Linked DNA regions of Zea mays: region 1 is linked to region 2. The links are chromatin contacts, called in public Hi-C maps. All regions are on one chromosome and are shown on one strand. The core of a region is the stretch at or near the end of the contact, and the rest is flanking DNA. Distances in the headings are between cores, read along the strand shown. Region 1 holds the start of LOC100193460. Region 2 holds the start of LOC100282218 (60S ribosomal protein L15).

What was found. Hi-C and Micro-C count contacts between places; a contact is called where the count stands out from the background.
Region 1: a contact with region 2 is called in a Hi-C map of ear, with 2.2 times the contacts expected there. The contact joins the promoter of LOC100193460 here to the promoter of LOC100282218 in region 2. A contact is called at or near these places in 2 of 25 Hi-C or Micro-C datasets (ear and leaf).

Annotation. Positions count from the first base shown.
Region 1 is chr7:8,841,584-8,846,287 of Zm-B73-REFERENCE-NAM-5.0, forward strand. It overlaps LOC100193460, which reads left to right and starts at 2,011. Exons shown (of 2, transcript NM_001138576.1): 1 at 2,011-3,102; 2 at 4,644-4,704. The coding sequence starts at 2,741. The coding sequence ends at 4,704. It overlaps LOC103631991 (a long non-coding RNA gene), which reads left to right. Exons shown (of 3, transcript XR_002263812.2): 3 at 891-1,385.
Region 2 is chr7:8,679,434-8,683,877 of Zm-B73-REFERENCE-NAM-5.0, forward strand. It overlaps LOC100282218 (60S ribosomal protein L15), which reads right to left and starts at 2,999. Exons shown (of 4, transcript NM_001155130.2): 1 at 2,945-2,999; 2 at 2,698-2,864; 3 at 1,403-1,600; 4 at 824-1,296. The coding sequence starts at 2,948. The coding sequence ends at 1,051.

The DNA of each region.
Region 1 (4,704 bases), core at 761-3,260, 160 kb after region 2:
GGTGCGCCAGCCACGTCACCAACGCCGTTGGGATTCGACCGTTGGAGCTTCTGTCTTCTGGGCCCGCCTGGACGTCCGGTGCACACCGGACATGTACTGTTCAATGTCCGGTGCGCCAGTATGGGCGTGCCTGACTTCTGTGCGCTTCTGGCGCGCATTGAATGCGCCTGCAGGTGACCGTTGGCGCGAAGTAGCCGTTGCTCTGCTGGTTCACCGGACAGTCCGGTGTACACCGGACAGTCCGGTGTACACCGGACAGTCCGGTGAATTATAGCGGAGTAGCCGCTGCGTTTTCCCGAGGCTGGCGAGTTCCAGAGGCCGCTCTTCCTTGGAGCACCGGACACTGTCCGGTGTACACCGGACAGTCCGGTGAATTATAGCGGAGTGCCTCTGAAAATTCCCGAAGGTGGCAAGTTTGAGTTTGAGTCCTCTGGTGCACCGGACACTGTCCGGTGGTGCACCGGACACTGTCCGGTGTACACCGGACAGTCCGGTGCCCCCAGACCAGAGGTGCCTTCGGTTGCCTCTTTGCTCCTTTGTTGAATCCAAAACTTGATCTTTTTATTGGCTGAGTGTGAACCTTTTACACCTGTATAATCTATACACTTGGGCAAACTAGTTAGTCCAATTATTTGTGTTGGGCAATTCAACCACCAAAATTAATTAGGGACTAGGTGTAAGCCTAATTCCCTTTCAGTTTTCTTCTATTATTATACGGTTATACTTTCTACATTTAACAATGCAAAGGGGGAACAGGCAAATACAGTAGAGAAATCTGTTGAAAATGTTTTTTGGTTGATTGTTGCTACATAAGTAGTGTATTTGTTTCCTGCATCATCCCTTGTCATTTTTTTATTAACCAATTGTATCGGGCATCCTTTATATTGTAGGTTGGTGACAAGCCATCTACTTCATTCCAAGTTGTAAGTCGTTCTGACTTTTATGTGCATATAGGTTTTGCTATGCACCTAGATATACATCATGTCTAAGTACATAGTAAAATATATGTATCTAGAATTTCATCTACATACAAGTAGGCAACATAAAACAGTGATCCTGATGTCACAATGTTTAATGCAGTCCACCGCTGCCGCGCCTGCTCGCGGTTCCCAGGCCTCTGGTGCCCCCTCACCGTTGTTTATAGTAACAGATATTGATTCTTGACAAAGGAATTGTAGGATATTGAGATTGATGATATTATATATGTTTAGTTTCTATGTAACCATTATATATTAATATTTTGTATGTTGTTGCAACCCATCCCCACTCTTAGACCCTTATTAATGTGAACAACATCGAGGAATAGATGCGTAGGAATCAGGCTCATGTTGTTCAGGAGGTGTATGGGAGGATAACGAGATATGTAGTGCTCTTCAAGTGTGCAAGTGCGTCTATGGACTGTATGGTTCTTTGGTTTTTGTTGTTCGCTGAGGTGCAAAGTAGGAAGCAAATGCGGCCCTAACCTTGCAAGCGGGGAATGTATCGTTTTTTGGTGTAACTGAAATATGTGGTGTTATTTTTTATGCATTAACAATTTGTTGAATATTTTGTATACCGTTGCAACGCACGAGCATCTACCTAGTTAGTTAGGTTGTTTAGATATCTCTAGCTAATTATTAGTTATAATACATTAAAAACAGAACTAAATAAGTTAAGAATGTACTTTTGCATTCAATCTTAGCTATAGTACCATGTCACGCGACTTTATAAAATAATACTCCTAGGTTCAAGTTAGGAGAAGACAAACCATCAAAATTACCACAAAGGCACACAAACTCCGTATATAGATACAGAGAGACTGGTTGTAGGGGATCCTGGATGCCTTAATGCCTTGAGTTGCCTGAGCGGCGGGGTTCAGGGCTCTTCACAGCAGTTAACAAAAATCCTGGAACTGGAAAGCCCCCAAAAAGAAAGGCAGTTCACAAAAAACCGCTGAAAACGCAACAAAATCCCACGTCGTTTTCTACCGGCACTTGTCTTCTTCCATACCACATTTCCACTGGAGCGAAAAATGGTGATGCTACCTCTCCAGCACTCGTAGGCCGCCACAATTATGCGCTTCCATTTCCACTTCTCTGAGACCAGACAGCTCGAGTCTTTATCCGTCGCCCCCACTTGACCCCTCTCGCCACTCCCTCCCCTCCATCAACAATTCGGTTTCTTGGGTGATTTTTTTTCTTGCTTGCTCGGTTTCTTGTGGGGCGGGCCGCGAACCGGCGAGGCGGGGGCGCGGGGCAACGCAAAGCAGCGCAGGGGCAACGCAGTGCAGCAAAAGCTTCGATCTTTATCCGCCGGATTCCTCTCCTCCCCTTTCCTCTCTCTCCGTCTCCCCGCTTGCTTTGTGCTTCGTTGTTGAGAGGAGGGGAGAGGAGGGGAGACCCACATCCACTTGCCTTTCTCCTCTCTCCTCTCGCAGCCCCCCTTCCAACTCCTCCTGGTCCCTGGAAAAAGGAGACCTTTTGGTGCAAGATTCGATCTGCTGTGGCTGCCTCGACCTTGCTGCGTGCGCGGAGATTTGGTTTCTTGGCTGGCGCGCGCGGGCAGTTGGAGCTCTTTGATTCAACAGGTTCAGATTGCAGCGGCGAGCGACTGCTCTGCGGTCGAGGCTGCTGCTCGCCGGGTGATTCCGTGCCCGCTCTTGGTGGCGGCGGGCGGTGTCCTCGTCTGATCCGTTTCTTCGGGAGGCTTTGGTTGATGTGCTGGGTTTCCTCGGAGCTCAGTTCCCCAATTCGCCATTTTGATGAGGAGCTCTTCCCACTGTGAGAGCTACTGCGCTCCTCCCCTGTGCTACCTCCCCTGCCTCCCCAAATCCAAAGACGTTGCAGTCGGTGACCCGGAGTCCGGGTCCCCGAGCCCTGCCGCTGTCGCCGAGGACAAGCCGCCCGTGGTCCAGAAGATCGAGGAATCTGTGGCGGCAACCGGCGGCGATGGCGTCGGTGATGGTGACAAGTGCTATCGGGAGGTGGCGGTGGCTCCCAAGAGTTGCTTGAAGAGGGCTAATTGCGAGGACAGCAGTAAGAATGCGGTGAAAGGCAATGTGAAGTGGAAGGATTTGCTGGGGAAGGATCTCACGCTCACGCAGGTCAAGGAATTCGAGCCAAGGTATGTGCTGTGCTCTTGCCATGTTTCCCCTTACTACTAATACTATCATCTGGTTGAGATTGTGGGTGAATTTGGTAATATTCTAGTCTCGAGTTTGGGGAATGCATGCCATGTGATGTGTGGTGTTCACCATTCTAGTTAGTTAGGCGTCAGTTCGGCTAGTGGACATGTGGCTTGCCTCTGATTTCTAGAGGAATGTTCTCGTCATTTTGGCTGGTGGACATGTGGCTTGCCCCTGATCTCTAGAGGAATGTTCTCGTTTTGGGTCTCTGCGACGTGCATTTGATTTTAAGTCACGGATGGTCACTTGCAGTTGTGCTGACATTTGGAAACACTACCCAATGGAGAAGTCAACGGTTTGTCATGAGCCTCATGTCCACTGGTAATGGTGGTCATCCTTTTGTTGTTCCTAGGTGGTGGGTTAATTGGATAAGGTTGGGCCAAGTCCTCGTGTAGCAGGTCTACAGTCTACTATATTTGACCTCGGTTGGAGTGTCCAAGCATGGCTGTGGATGAATTGAACTTGCTTCCATATGGTCAACATCTCTGATCATGAATCAGAATGTGTTGGTTGTTACCGAGCCAATTTCTTGTGCCTGGGTGAAGCTCTAGACCAAACCGTCCATACCTTTTCTGGTTGGATGGCTGCCCAAGTATCCTACCTGGACACCACTTTTCATTCAGTGTTTCCCTAACAGTTTTCTTCAACGCGTCAAGAAATTGTGATCAAACGGTCTAGTTTCAAGGCTATCTGGTTTTAGGTCAATCCACCTGAGAAAAGTGAGGCCTTTTCACTTAAGATAGTCTGGCAGTTACCTTGAACATGTGTCGTGCTGGTCATGCAATGTAAACTGAAAGATTTCTTTCAGAACTTGCACATCAAATCGGATTAGCAGTTCATGTTCGTATTTTAAGCCATGTTCCTTTTTTTTTGTTTTCTATCTATTGTTTAAATGTTAACCTGGGAAGGGGGTGAGGGGTATTTCATTGAGGTTTTCGTCAATAGAACTTCCACAACCCAAGACAGCTGATTGATTATGACCTTGTAATAATCCTTTTTCAGAAACAAATAAATTAATCCCATATAGACCACTTAACGCTTCAAGTTCCAAGTCAGCGCATAGCTTTAAAGATATGAAATCACAATCAGGGCAATTGAGCTTTCGTTTTCGGGTGGGTCTTTTTACTACAGGTTGCTTCCAGTTGCTATTTAGGAACATACAATGATTGGATAAGCTGAAATTTTATCAGGTTTAATCACAGTCCCATCGCACATTTAAACCTAGTAATGGTGCATTGACACAGTATGCTAACATCATTGTCGTTCCTGCTGGCGACGAGAATATACATTACTTATATAGCCCTAGTTCCCATCTTTTTCACTTGCTTGTCCGATTCAAGTTTTTTTCCATGCTAGGGTTGAAGAAAAATCTAGCTTTGATGCTTACACAATCTTTGACTACTGGACCTGTTACTATCAGAATTGAAGATATATGACCTATCTAGCTTGGAATGCTTACACAGTCTTTTCTACGATGCAGCGAATCTGGAGACTCAGACGACGAAGAGTACGCTGGCGCCTGCGCCTGCGTAATCCAATGA
Region 2 (4,444 bases), core at 1,749-4,248:
AAAAATAAAGAATTAATGGACAACACATATTTTTAACTCCCTATGATCATTTAGCAACTCTTACATTTGATTTTAGAGAGTTTCTTTTTATAAAACTGCTGAAGATGCTCTAACAAAACTTTAGTCACTAAACCAAAGTCACTAAACGGCCCCCTAAACTTAATCTAGCTTAGGTGTGGGGACACGGTAGGAGTAAGATAATCAGATGCAGCTCGGTATTTTTTCTGGTTTGAAGCAACACTATGGTTTTTAATGATACCATGATATTGGAAGATAAAATTTGTTTAGTAATTACTGATAAAACACAGTTTTAAATACCGATCTACACTAGTTTTAAGGGCTAATCTGACAAACTCAATTTTAAGGGATTTTCATTTTTTTTAAAAAAAAGTTCATTTAAACCTTAGAAAAATGAGAATTCCTTGTAAAATTAAAGTTATCAAACTAGACCTAAAGTTTTTTTCTTATTAAACCGTTGCAGCCACGTCACCCAAAAAAATCAAAACCACGTGTCCTTTGGACTGCAGTTTTCTCCAGAAGCGTCTCTCGTTTCTCTAGTTCTACCCCATGCCATCCACACCGTTCGTCACCTCCCATTGCAACCTGCCTCCTGGCGACGACGGCGCCCACGCTGCTGTCGCCCGTGGTTGATGTCGCCTTCACATAGCCGGACAGCACAACGAAGGCACAACACCCATCTAAGCAGCAACCTCAGGGCAGCAACGACGCCAGCTTCAACATGTCAACATAGTTATCATCCTCACCGCACTATTCTGGATGCACCATCATCACGGGATGCAATACAGCAAGGCAAAACCAATCATTTAGTCCACAGCAGCAGGCAGCATTTGATCACTAACCATTCGTTGTCTGATAATACAGCGGAATTGCAAATAGTTCATGACATATGCTCCATAATTGACTTCTAACATTAAAAGTGCCAAGAACACAAATAGCAAAACTTTGAAAATGCAACCAGAGACAGGCACCCTTGTTGTCTTGATTGGGAATGGTCGGACAGTGGCAGTATCCAAGCACCCGACGAGCTGCTCAGCGGTAGCGACGGAGGGAGAGGGTCTGGTTGCGCTTCCAGGTGGCTCTCCTTGAGGGCCTGTTCTTGTGGTGAGTGTGGCCCTTGCCCCGCAGGCCACGGTACTTCTTGCCTGCTGAGGTGAGGCCACGGAGCTCGCGGTGCTTGTGCACAGGGTTGCATAGCCAGTTGATCCTCGGGTCGGTTTTGATGGCTTTGTGGGCAACGTCCACAAGGATGATCTCGAAGTACTTGTAGGTACTATCCTGTGATAGGAGATATGGGCATGTCAGGCAATTAGAAAAAAAATTTGACAGATATAAACAAGCTAGTATGTTTAAAGAGGAGTGTTCATGTTACAATCCGATGTACCTCATTCACCCAGTAGGAGTTAAGAACCCTCAGTCCACCAAGCTTACGTCCAGCTCTCTCCTCAGCGACAGACCTCTTGTTCCTCTGGAACTTGAGCTGGGTGATACCCTGGTGCTTGGGCTTGCCATAGACAATACCCTTGGGCACAGGCCTCTTCCTGCCACCACGCTTCACACGGACACGGTAGACAACATATCCCTGAAGATGAATTACCACAACACAACGTCAGACAAAATCAGGACATATATACTCAAACTGCAATTGTAAGATGAAGCAAACAAGGCAACATAGCATACTAACAGTCTTCTCAAAAATCATACACAGATACACCAAAAAATTATTACTCCCTTCGTTCCAAATTATAAAACATTTTTGGCCTTTTAGATTGGTAACTTTTGCTGCATATCTGGATATATTATGTCTAGATTCGACGTAAAAGTTATGAATCTAGAGATGCCAAAACATCTTAATAGTTTGCCACAGTGGGAGTAAGGGCCTGTTTGGTTCGCTGCCTAACTTGCCACATTTTGCCAAACTTTTCTGCCTAAGGTTAGTTCTCCAATTCGAACGACTAACCTTAGGCAAAGTGTGACGCAGTTAGTCACGAACCAAACAGACCCGTAACAAGACCCTGGTGTGAAAAAAAAAGGCTAGGCTAACATGAATTAAGCCACTTAATCACAATATGGTTGGCTGATTTTTACATGGTGATACAATGTAACACCGTTTATTTATTTATTTACATTATGCTCATGTCCTCAGCTAGTGGCCAATGAAGACTTATTTTGTGTACTACAGATATCAAAATTACTGATGACTACAAAATAACCCACACCAAACGATATTAAGTTTATGGTCCAGATGTGATGAACCATCATATGCAGCAATCGTAAGAACTCACTTTTGAGTTGTGTTCAAATAATTCCAACACAACAAGTAGCTACAATATCTTATATCTAAATTCAAGCATTAAATATCCAATCCAAAAATCTTAACCATGCCCAAACATAGGCTCAGCTGCATGCTTGTATTGTAGTAGTGGACGGCGTACGTCGGAGTGATAACCAAAAGCAGTTCTACATTTCGCAAACAAAAAACTGACGACGATCTATCGTATATCTATTACAGTAGAAATGGTCGCCCACAGCCGTAAAAATCTTATAAACACAAACCAGCAAACGGTGATATGATTGCGCAGATCAAATCCTAAATGGCTGCAAGCCCTCCACCAACCTATTTCTACATCACTATCTCGCGGCAGGCAAGAGAACAGAGCGGCAGGCGAGAAGACCTACCTGCTTGGCCTTGTAGCCGAGACGACGGGCCTTGTCGGGGCGGGTGGGCCTGGTGAGGCGGACGATGGACGGCTGCTGCCTGTACTCCCAGCAGCGCACGCGCTGCACGAAGCGCATCACGTCCGACTGCTTCCTCCTCCATAGTTCCGACACGTACTTGTACGCCCCTGCGCGACGAACAGACTATCAGAGAGAGACGACGCGCAAAGGTTCGCCTGCACGGAGAGACCACAGAACATTTGCTCACCCATGGCGGCTGCGGCAGCAAGCGGCGGTGGCAGCGGCGGCGGCGAGTGGGGTGGAGTGCGCGGAGAAGGACAGGTTTTCGGTTGGAGGGGCACTTATATCCGAACGATGGGAGTCTCGTGGCCGTCGGATGGGCTAGGGTTTGGAGCAGGCGAGGTGGATGTTGCAAAAGTGGGCCGAGCGAGCTGGGCTTCCTCGCATAAGCAGATGGGCTTCAGATAAAAACAGGCTTGATCATTTTCCATTTTCAGATGAAGATTCGGATATGCATGAAAACATGGATGTAAACATTGGAAGGTAGCTAGGACTAGGAAAACGACTCTAGTTTGGAATTCAAAACGACACTGCAATCCATATATTTGGAGCTGCAGAAACATTTCACACTAGACATTAATCCACAAATAAACATGTTTAACCTTAAAAGCGAGCGCAGAAATGTATGACTCACTTCGGCTTGAATTCTGATTCGACTCGGTGATAACACAATTTCTTAGACTCAAGCCTAGGTTTCTCCTCACGTTTGTTCTTGCTGTCACTAGGTATGTCAGTATATGCCACGGCACACAAAATATTCAGCAAAATATTAGTGCACAACAATTACATACAAACGAATAACACTTATATCATCACCAACTTTAATGTCTCAAAAATTGTTTGCTAACATCAAAAATTGTTTGCTAACAAATACAATGTTACACTTATACAATTAGTGGCAGCGGCATGAACACATCCGAGAGTAGCCATGAAGTGAAACTATTTTGTTACTTCTCTCACAAAGACATAAATATCTGAAGTTGTGTAATATGACATAATAATTAACATGACCCATGAAAAAATATGAACCGGAATATGGTCTCACGCAAGCCAAGCACGATCTCTCTCTCTCCTTCAACACGAGCAGAGTTCATCCCATCCACACCCAGTCGAGCCTGATGACATCGTCCAACTCCATCAGCGCTATGGTGCCATCCTGCGCAGCAGGCATGAATACGAAGAAGAGTGAGATCGACCTAGATGCCTCTTGTGATGCAAAGAACTCCGAACCACCTACAATATAGCGTGTGAAAAAATATAGAATAAGATGAAACCAAAAGAAGGGTAAATGCATGTAGTTCTTTGTGTGAATGCACACCTCGTTTATAGAGTTCGGTGTATCCACAATCTGTGCAAAGGTTGGTCTTAGAGTAGGATCTTTCTGCCATCATCTCTGTAGTAGTTCAGCGAGCATAGGATGTGTATTAGCGGCAATAGTAAGTCTGAGATCCTACATGCAGAGGTATCGTATCTACCAAACTAGGATTCGAAACAGGAACTCCACAACACTTTCAGAAGAATATTTTACTTCCCCACCAAACACTGAAAAAATACAAATGAGTTACAACTCAACATTCACCTTCTATTTGGAACATTTTCCTTTCAGCAAATAAAAGTGGTATGATAACAGCAAGATGTGCTACTATTCTTTTTTTGACAAACCACAATAGCTTGTGTGTTAAACTAC